Linked DNA regions of Mus musculus: region 1 is linked to region 2. A link is a contact called in public Hi-C data. All regions are on one chromosome and are shown on one strand. Each heading gives the region's core, a stretch centred on a gene start, on an enhancer-like site or on the middle of the called end of the contact. The rest is flanking DNA. Distances are from core to core; before and after follow the strand shown. Region 1 overlaps C2cd5 (C2 calcium-dependent domain containing 5). Region 2 overlaps St8sia1 (ST8 alpha-N-acetyl-neuraminide alpha-2,8-sialyltransferase 1).

What was found. A called contact is a pair of places that touch in the nucleus more often than the background predicts.
Region 1: a Hi-C map of liver shows a contact between it and region 2, with 2.8 times the contacts expected there. The contact joins two enhancer-like sites. A contact is called at or near these places in 1 of 484 Hi-C or Micro-C datasets (liver), 1 of 115 datasets of contacts at active chromatin or transcription factors (embryonic stem cells) and 3 of 9 other capture datasets (adipose tissue, liver and pancreatic islet).

The regions. Positions count from the first base shown.
Region 1 is chr6:143,011,686-143,017,287 of GRCm38.p6, reverse strand. C2cd5 (C2 calcium-dependent domain containing 5) reads left to right here. Exons shown (of 29, transcript NM_001362113.1): 28 at 3,940-4,086; 29 at 5,152-5,602. The coding sequence ends at 5,280. Among named protein-coding and RNA genes, the nearest start is that of St8sia1, 50 kb to the right of the region's middle. Within about 2 kb of position 4,242, at least 5 of the 459 cell types and tissues checked have an H3K27ac peak or open chromatin away from gene starts, as enhancers often do. A contact at or near this core is called in liver, where this site is marked.
Region 2 is chr6:142,883,507-142,888,479 of GRCm38.p6, reverse strand. The region is part of intron 2 of St8sia1 (ST8 alpha-N-acetyl-neuraminide alpha-2,8-sialyltransferase 1); the gene reads left to right. Among named protein-coding and RNA genes, the nearest start is that of Gm7457, 72 kb to the right of the region's middle. Within about 2 kb of position 2,494, at least 54 of the 459 cell types and tissues checked have an H3K27ac peak or open chromatin away from gene starts, as enhancers often do. A contact at or near this core is called in liver, where this site is marked.

The sequences.
Region 1 (5,602 bases), core at 2,993-5,492, 130 kb before region 2:
TCCACACCACACTTCTGTCTCCAGCATGGAGCCTGCCTGGCACAGTGCAAGCCCCGCTGTCTTTGTGCAAATGCATGATGGGGTCTGACAGGACAGTTACTTAGGTAGATTCTTCCTCCTAAGCCAACCTATTTTATTTGTGCTCTGTGTTTATGTGGAGGATGAACCATGTCGTCTCAGAACTTCTAAGTGGAGAATCAGAGTCCACTTCAGTTTGATAGAATGGGTTTGTTTCAAAGTTGCATCGTTTTTCTGTTGTTGTTCTCTAGTTGCTCCTAGTAGTACTCCTTTAAGTTCCTGCTGTGGGATGGTGGTGCTGTGTTGCTCAGGCCGGTCTCATACACAGGATCCTGTCTTCTCAGCTTCCTTGACAGTGGGGTCTGTGCACAAGCTGCGGGCCACACTGCGTCCGCCATTTCTTTCCTTACTCTTCGCTGCTGTTGCATTATTCACTGCTGGTGCGTTGCTCCGTGGTTGATCTCACCGCAACAGAGGCCTGCGCTGTTAACTTAAGGCGGAGTGTCCATGTGTGCCATTGGCTGGGAGATCCTTCTTACAGTCAGTGATGCCTCCTAGGACCCACCCCCTGCATATACCATACTCCAGTCTCTGACTTCATCAGCAGAGGGTGACTGTGGTGCGTACAGAGCCGCACTGTGCCGTGGAGCTGAGATGGCTGATCTCATTCCCGAGTTTCAACAGAGATAGTTCACAAGATCACTATCTGGGAGTTCTGCTTAGATTTATAGAAAGATGTCCTGGAGGTGGAAAGGTAGCTCAGTAGTTAGAGCACTGGCTGCTCTTCAGGGGACCAGGGCTCAGTTTCTAGCACCTACATGGTGGCTCACTACCATCCATAACTCCATTTCCAGGGGATCCAGTGCCGCCTTCTCTCCTCTCTGGGCACCAGGCATGGATGTGGTACACAGACAGAAATACAGACAGAACACCTATGCACATAAACTTGTTTTTTTTTTAATTAGGTATTTTCCTCGTTTACATTTCCAATGCTATCCCAAAAGTCCCCCATACCCACCCACCCCCAATCCCCTACCCACCCTGTACTGGCTAGTTTTGTGTCAACTTGACACAGCTGGGGTTATCACAGAGAAAGGAGCTTCAGTTGAGGAAATGCCTCCATGAGATCCAACTGTAAGGCATTTTCTCAATTAGTGATCAAGGGGGAAAGGCCCCTTGTGGGTGGGACCATCTCTGGGCTGGTAGTCTTGGGTTCTATAAGAGAGCAGGCTGATCAAGCCAGGGGAGGCAAGCCAGTAAAGAACATCCCTCCATGGCCTCTGCATCAGCTCCTGCTTTCTGACCTGCTTGAGTTCCAGTCCTGACTTCCTTGGTGATGAACAGCAGTATGGAAGTGTAAGCCGAATAAACCCTTTCCTCCCCAACTTGCTTCTTGGTCATGATGTTTGTGCAGGAATAGAAACCCTGACTAAGACACATTGGTACCAGCAGAGTGGGGTATTCCTGTGACAACCTGACCATGTTTTGGGGAGGTCTGTGGAAGGACTTTGGAACTTTGGGCTTGAAGATCCATCCGTTGTTAAGAGCTCTGTCGGATGTTTTGTAGGAGCTTGGAAGATAATGTTGAGAACAGTGCAGAAGATGGAGGCCTGGCTTGTGAAATTTCAGAGGGAAAATTAAAGACTCTTTTCAGGGCCATTGCTGTTTTGATTGTGAAGTTTCTGTAGTTCTGGTTAGCTGGGGCTGAAGAATCAGCTGTGATTAACAAGATACCAGAACTACTAAAGCAAAAACTTTGCATTACTGGGACTATTGATGCTGGTTAGCTGGAGCTAAGAAATTAGTGGTGATTAAGAAGAGACCAGCATCATTGAGGTGACATCTTCTGGGAAGTGTTTTCTGAAAGCACAAAGAGGCTGTGTTCCAGAGATAGTCAAGGTTGTACTCCTGCTGCAGCGGGACTTGGTAATGTGTAAGGTTCACCCAGGAGGTACTGGTTTTGAAGGCATGAAGGGGTCACGCAGAGCAGCTGAGGCTTAGCACTGTGAGAGGCCATGGAAGGCCATTGGTGAAGGTGCAGCCTCAGTTGCAATTGACGACCCAGGACTGAAGGGGTCATGCCGTGTTTTGGAGATGCCAGTACCATGAGATGACCACCAAGAGCAGCAGCAGCAGTGGAGTACAGGCATCTGGAGCCTAGAGGATGATGCATGTGCTACAAAGGGCATGGCTGGAGAAGTGACCCAAGCCCTTGGAGGAGCCCAGAAGATCGTGAGTTGGATCCCAGACATTGGACGGTTGGAGATTGATTTTTGCTTTTGATTGTGACTGTGCCCTGATATTTTCCCTCTTGAAGGAAGAAACTGTTTTAGTGGAGCCCACAGTTAAGAGACTTTTAATTGTAAAAAGACTGGATTTTAAAAGAGATGGATATTTTAAAGAGATTGAAAATTTAAGAATATGTAAAGACTGTGGGACTTTTAAAGTTATATAGATCTTGGGGATGAATAAGAATGTAAGGGTTGAGGCTTGCTAGTGATGTGTTTGTGTGTCAAGTTGACAAGGGGTCAATTGTACTGGCTAGTTTTGTGTCAACTTGACACAGCTGGGGTTATCACAGAGAAAGGAGCTTCAGTTGAGGAAATGCCTCCATGAGATCCAACTGTAAGGCATTTTCTCAATTAGTGATCAAGGGGGAAAGGCCCCTTGTGGGTGGGACCATCTCTGGGCTGGTAGTCTTGGGTTCTATAAGAGAGCAGGCTGAGCAAGCCAGGGGAGGCAAGCCAGTAAAGAACATCCCTCCATGGCCTCTGCATCAGCTCCTGCTTTCTGACCTGCTTAAGTTCCAGTCCTGACTTCCTTGGTGATGAACAGCAGTGTGGAAGTGTAAGCCGAATAAACCCTTTCCTCCCCAACTTGCTTCTTGGTCATGATGTTTGTGCAGGAATAGAAACCCTGACTAAGACACACCCACTCCCCCTTTTTGGCCCTGGCGTTTCCCTGTACTGGGGCATATAAAGTCTGCAAGTCCAATGGGCCTCTCTTTTCAGTGATGGCTGACAAGGCCATCTTTTGATACATATGCAGCTAGAGTCAAGAGCTCCGGGGTACTGGTTAGTTCATAATGTTGTTCCACATATAGGGTTGCAGATCCCTTTAGATCCTTGGGTACTTTCTCTAACTTGTTTTTTTAAAGATGTACTTAAGAAAATAACTTTGCTTCTAACAGTAGGCTTCAAGTTCTCTTACTTCAATTTAATTCAGAAGTTCCTATTTTGATCATCCTGAACCTCTAGTAGAGTTGATAGGAAAGTTAAACTGAAAAGCCTTTACACTATTGACTGGCTTGTCATTTCTGTTTTGTTCGTTTGTGAATACAAGTCCTTACCCCACAGTAGCCTCTGCTTCTTAGCAATGTATGCGCTGCTTCTCTCTGCAATGCTGAATTCTTATTAGCACAGAATGTGGAAGACGGTGCAGCAAGTACCACCAGTGAGACGTGTGCATGGGAGCACACACGTGTGCATGGGAGCACACATGTGTGCATGGGAGCACACACGTGTGCATGGGAGCACACACGTGTAGGCCCAGCTCAGCTGAGTCCTGAGGTTCACATTTGGCCCTGAGCAAAATCAGGATGATGGTGACGGTGCTGAAGCAGTAGCAGTGTGCAGATTCGTACAGTGCACTTGCCAGCAGCATGAGGTCTGTGTTCATAAAACGCACAGTTGTGTGATAAGGGATAGTCACAGGCAAATCACAATGCCCTGAGCTCTAAGGAAAGTCCTTCAAAGTCCTTACTCAGATGTGTTTAGTAAAAGTGTGCTTGTTAATGAAAAAGACAAACCTTCACTCTGAAGACAATGTAAATGGTTGTCTTTACATTAAGGTAACCTGGAATGTGCACTGTGTCCTCTGACATTTCTGTGTGTCCTGCCCTGTGTGTGACGTTGTCTGCAGGAAGGCGGAGTCAGTGGTTTTCTCCACGCTTTCATTGCTGAAGTGTTTGCCATGGTCCGAGCTCACGTGGCAGCGCTGGGCGGGAATGCTGTTGTGTCCTACATCATGAAGCAGTGTGTCTTCATGGAGAACCCCAGTAAGAACCAGGTGAGTCAACAGCCCGCCACCGTGAGGACCTGAGGGTGCCTCTGGCCACCCAGCTCCGTTCCTTTCCACAGAAGCGGCTTGTTAGGGCTTTGAGTGAGGATGCTTCCAGCATGCTTACTGACTGCTTCAATAACCACGCGGTTGTCACCACTCAGGTGCTGTTACACCTCACATGACCCGTTGTCACCCCTAGTTAAGCATTTCTGGACTTTCTGCTCTGAGCTATTGATCTGCCAGTTCTTGGTGAACTTTTGAAATATGGATACAACTGTGTCTCCTCTCTGAGGAGAACTGAGGGTGAGATGTCTAGTTTGACCTGCCCCGATGGTGGAGAACATACCACAGGACAGACCACTTATTTAATTCTACCAAAATATTACGGGGAAACTGACAGAGTTACGGAGATGGGAGGCCCTGTCCTCTAAGGGTGCAGTGTCTCAGGGCCTTACGCTGTGGAAAGTGCGCGTTTCCTGAGATGACTCAGCTCTGCCTTGCTTTGTGTCAGGGAAGCCCTGTGCTCCTGCTTCTCCACACCACACTTCTGTCTCCAGCATGGAGCCTGCCTGGCACAGCCATACTGCCAGGATTTTATATAATGTTCACTTCTGTTTAGTATTTCGAGCATAGCTAATCTATATTTTCCCTTTCTTCTAGAACGTATTTCTATTGTTTTGGGTATTTTCCTTTTATAAAGATGATGCAGTAAAAAGTCCTGTCCACTATTCTCTAGGGGAAGGGCAGACTCTGCTCTGAAAGACACTGACAGATCACCCTTCTCCAGAACATGGGATTTGTTGCTTTAGCAACATCCAGCTTTCACCACCTTCCAATCATAAGGCATGGCCTCTTATTGTCACCTTATAGGTCTCTGATTAAGAGCAGGCTTAACTATCTTGTCATGGATCACTGGGCTTTCTGGATTTCTTTTCTCCACTCTTGCTAGATCGTTTTTAATCCTGTGCCTGACTGGCTCTGCCGGATTCGCTTTTCTCCCAGAGCCGTGTACAGCAGGCATGTGGTCCCCTCGCCTGCATGCGTCTGAGCTTCTGTCTGCTGTTTCCACAGGCACAGTGTCTCATAAATGTCAGTGGGGACGCGGTGGTGTTTGTTCGTGACTCCGACTTAGAGGTCATGTCATCTCAGCAGCCTGCTGCCAACTGCCAGCCCTCATGTACCGGAGAAGTTACAACTTGAAGACAGCGGCTCAACTGGCTCAACCGAGTGAAATTCATGTGTCTCCATTGTGTGTCACCCTCTTCTCAGCCCAGAGGCCCGGCGTGGGGTGGGGTACTGAGGAGCAGGGATGCGGCTGGATAGCTTGTGTGCACATCTGGGAGAGTTGAGAATTTCTGATCTTGACATTTTGTTTGTCCAGTCTACACAGACAGGCCCCATGGATTCTGGTACCTTCAGTTATGGGAGTTATTTGTAATTTGTGTTGATTTTTAATAAAAGTATAATTAAAAATGAAATGGAAAGCTTATCAAGAGTCTAGGGTAGGAAGCTCCTGTGGCTT
Region 2 (4,973 bases), core at 1,245-3,744:
AACTCTGGGAGAAGAAGGGGAATTTCTCATCCATAGGCAGGAAGTTCCCTAGAACCTGTGTGTGTTCCTGTCTTTTTCTGAATACTTTAGGTTTGCCTTGCCTATGACTACTGCACTTTGAGTAGCTGAGTCGGCTGTAGTCTTGCCTGAGTTGTAGAGAACCACATGCAAGCCACATCTGTCTTCCAGACGGACTTGGTCTGGCTGCTACTGCGTTGAAACCCCATTTGAAGCATAGGCCAGCATGTTGTGCATGGCTGTGCGTGCACATGTTTGTGTGAATGTACATGCGTGTGGAGTCAATCTCAGATCCAATGCTTTGTGTGCTGGACACCGTGGTGTGCGCATAGGAGGTTATGGAACCCATGCATCCCCATGTGGCTATTAGAACAGCATACCCAGTGCCTTCTTTCATGACTTTCTGCTTCTTTGCCTTGAGATGGTCTCTTACTGAACCCAAGGCTTGCCATTTTCCTGGCTTGGCTAGCCTGGCCAGCAAGCTTTCAAGATGCAACTGTCTGTGACTCCCATGTATGCACAGACACATACAGCCATGTTCAGCTTCTGTGAGTGGTTGGAAATTGAACTCAGGTCCTTGTATTTGTGCAGGTCTGGACAGGATATAAATATTAGTCCCATTTCGAGAGTGAGATTGGTCAGGGGATGTTCTGGGGCTGAGTATTGTTTACTCTTTCTATTCCTGTGACCAAATACCTGATATGAGACCAGGTAAAATGCAGTGTTATAAGGATTTGTAGTTTGAGAGAGTAGCTATCATGGAGGCAAACCACTGAGGCAGGAGTGTGAGGCAGTTAGTCACAGGAATAGACAGGAAGCCGAGAGAGAGATGAAAACCTCTACTCTTCCAACCCCCTCCCTTTTTAGTTAGAGACCATAGATAGAAATGTGCATCCTGAGGAAGTGGGTCTTCCCTTCAACTGCAGCCTTTCTGGTACACCACACCATACCACACTCCACACACACAGGAGAGAGAGAGAGAGGGAGAGGGAGGGGGAGGGGGAGGGGGAGGAGGGGGAGGGGGAGAGGGAGAGGGAGAGGGCAACTGATAGCCCTTATTCCAGCTAGCTAGGACCACACTCAAGTTTTTGGGGACCTAGATATGGCCCCAAATGTCCAGAATGCAGGGTCTTTAAAGGCAGAAACCACATCTGGGCATCTTGGTGAGCAACTGCAGGACAACTTCAGCTTGAAGCAAGCAGTTTTAACAGAAGCTGGAGCCAGTTCCACATAGACAAGAATTTAACAGAAGCGAAACTAAGTTATCTAGGACAGCCTAACATTGGATGCCTAGAACAGAGTTGGATGGTTTTCCGTGGGATTCTCCATCAAAGAGATTGAGTTCTACGTGAACCAGAAATGGCCTCAGTAAGAATTGAAGATGGAGGAACCTCTGTAGTGTTTTGCCCTGTTACCCAATGAAGATATTAACTCTAGTCCAATTGACAATGATGTGTGTGAGAGTTTGGGAAATATCAGATTGGTTTTATACAAGAATATTATGGGATAGTTCCAACTTCTAAGCTCTACCCAGAGGTCCTTTCAACAGTGTGAAAGTGAGGCTGTGTTAATACTTTTATGTTACTGAGGTAAGACACTGACCAAGAGGAACTTGACAAGAAAGGAGTTTATTTCAGCTCATGACTCTCAGGTCACAATCCATCACTGAGAAAAGTCAGCTTAGGGACTCAAGCAGGATCCTGGAGTAGGAACTGAAGCAAAGACAATGGAAGAATGTTGCTTACTGGCTTGACCATCATTGGTTCATCCCAATTTCTTGTAGCATCCAGGACCAGGGGTGGCATCACCTCCAGTCAATAGGCTGGGCCACAAGCTTGGCTACAGCCTGATCTTATGGATATATTACTCAGTTAAGGTTCCCTCCTGTCAGATGACTCTAGCCTGTGTCCAGTTGACATAAATCTAGCCAGCCCAGGTACCAGAAACATGTGTCATAACTATCGTGGCTGATGAGCACAGTTTCTGGAGGTCACATCATGAAGAAGGTAGAGAAGGTGTCTATAAGGCAGAATGAAGTAAGTTGACATAGGATTGTCGGTGGGAGATTTAGAGGCTCCCTGAGTTAAGTGCTTCGACACTTATCAGGGGAGCTCCCGGTGATGTTTGGGAAAACTTCCTAGAATAAAGGATGTTCAGGAGTCAACTTCACTCCCTTTAGTGCTGTTCAGAGCGCTGGGGAAATACAGGGAGAATTCTTCCCAAAGCGATACATCTGAGGCTTTGTTTCTTTGTTGTTTAATAGATAAAATAGCTGCACACAAGGCCATCATTATTGCTTTCTTTTCTTGATGCCCATATTTAGTTAGTATCTAACTAATAGATCTTGGTACTGTTAGTTCAAGTCTCTAACCTGTGATACTGGGCTAACAGTTTGGCAATCCACTGTGCTACTGACTAATTATACGCTGTTTATAGCCGAAGACAAAATGGAACTCTTGATTCATGTGACCTTTTAACAGAACAAACAGCCAGCCAGAGGTCAGGAACTTTTGACCTAGCTGCTTGCACAGTGCCCAGTAGCTGGTGGCTTGACAACAAACATTGGTCATTGGTAAATGTCCTTAGTTGAATGTCACTTGATGTCCACAGTTCTTGATTATGGGGGAACGGGAGGAAGAGTCTTGTTGTGTCCCTTTTGGTGGCAAAGTTGCTTCTAGAAATAAGCGAGAAAACAGGAAATCAGGGACAGGCACCCAGTCTGCGGTCAGCTGTGTCCTCCCGCCTATACGTTGATGATGGTTTTGTTGTGTGGAGCGGGTGATGTCCATGAAGTATCTTGTTTGGAAACATCAACAGAGGCTTCCAGATTGAGACAAAATAACAGACAGAACACCCTAAGCTCTCTGCAGTGCCGAGGAAATGATGTCATCTGACTCCATATAGATTTACAAGCCCATGCACACAGCTCTGACACACAGCTCTCATGACTCATTGAACATAAATGAATTCTAACTTGCGTCTAATCTGCTCGCATTGTCAAGTGCTCCTTGAGCTTGTGAGTGTATCCTGTTTGGCACAGTACCTGCAGATCTGAAGGAAAAACAACAACAACAACAACAACAACAACAACAACAAAACACAAAACAAAACAAAACAAAACAAAAAAACAATCCTGTGGGTAGAGAGTGGGGTAAGGAAAACAGGAGATGGGGCACGGGGATGCTGGGCACCTGCCTAGGCCATGTGGGCACAAAAGATGCTGGTGTCGGGTTCTGGGTACCTTGGTGAAGGAAGATCTGTGTCAGGAAACGTGGTGGGACTTGTATCTTGAGAGTGATTGTCTTACACCAGGCCTTCTTTGGAGGAATTAGGATGTCACTGATTATTTGTTAAAGGAGGAACTACAGGCCATTTGTATATAATCAGTAGCTGTCTCTCTCTCTCTCTCTCTCTCTCTCTCTCTCTCTCTCTCATGTGTGTGTGTGTGTGTGTGTGTGTGTGTGTGTGTGTGTGTGTGGTGAGCTGCTACTCAAGGGCCTCTGAGGCAGTAGATGTTGAAATGATTTGAAGACAGAACCAAGCAGAAACCAACTCCATTTCTAGCCTATGGTGCCTAGGTACTGTTGGTTCATACAAAACTAAAGCAGTGCCTGTTGACCACATTGTCTCTAACATGACGCCTCAGTCCTCAGTTTTTATGGAGTGGGGCCCACACAAATTAGAAGCCCAAGGGTTTATGCTTCGAGAGAGTGGGAGGAGCCACTGAAGCTGGGAGTCGGGTGCAGGCTGGTGAGGTTTAGGGGCGACATTCACTAACACCGTGGTCCTCATCCTTTCTATCTCTGTGACCCTTTAAGACAGCTCCTCATGTTGTGGTGACCCCCAACCATAAAATTTTTTCTTTTGCTGTTTCATAACTGTAATTTTGCTACTGAAATGTAACTATTTTTGGAGGCAGAGGTTTGCTAAAGGGGCCGCAACCCACAGTTTGAGACCTGCTGCATTAACAGGAAGATGTACCCCTCCATATCCTTGAAGAACCCCTTAATGCTTCTTCCAATGAAGGCAGTGCAAGCCCAGGGCTAGCTGCGATGGGCGGGGCTAGCTGCGATGGGCAGGGCTAGCTGTGATGGGGCAGGGCTAGCTGCGGTGGGCGGGGCTAGCTGCGGTGGGTGAGCTGCTCCTTCCTGCTCTCAGCTCTGCTGTGGGGAAAACTTCCTGCTGCTTTTGAAATGTTCCGTGCTCTTCATATTTCCTTCCACCACAAGGAAAATAATAACTTTAGCCATTTTGATGACTTTTGAAATGTGGCCACACACAGGCACGGTATAAGATCCAGTGCAGTCATTGCTTTGCCATTTGGGAGACAGAAACGACAGCACTAAGTAATTAACTTGTCATTGACTGTGAGATTTTCCAAAAGTCTTCTGAATGGTCGCATGGAATCAAACCGCATGGGTTGTGTCCTGAGCTTACAGATGAAGTTGAATATGCAAAATTTCAAAGGGTTACTTCTTTCAGTTGTTTGAGCAACACATTTTAATGGACAAAGTATTAATGATGGGCATGCAAGAACGAGGTCCTGAGTTCACTCCCCAGCACCCACCTAAAGGCTGGGTGTACTATTTCCTTGTAATTCCAGTACCAGGGAAATAGAGGCAGGAGGATTCCTTAGAGCTCTCTGGACAGCAGACATATTCAAATGTGCAAGCACATGTAAACGCACATACCACACACACACACACATACAGACACACATACACACACATGTACACACACATGCACACAGACATACACACACATACACACATACACGCACACTTACACATAGACAGACACACAAGCACACATAGACATATACACGCACATATAGACACATGCACACACATATGTACATACACATACATGCAACACACATATACATAGACACACATATGTACACATACAAACACACACATACAGACACACATGCATGCTCACACACAGACATACAG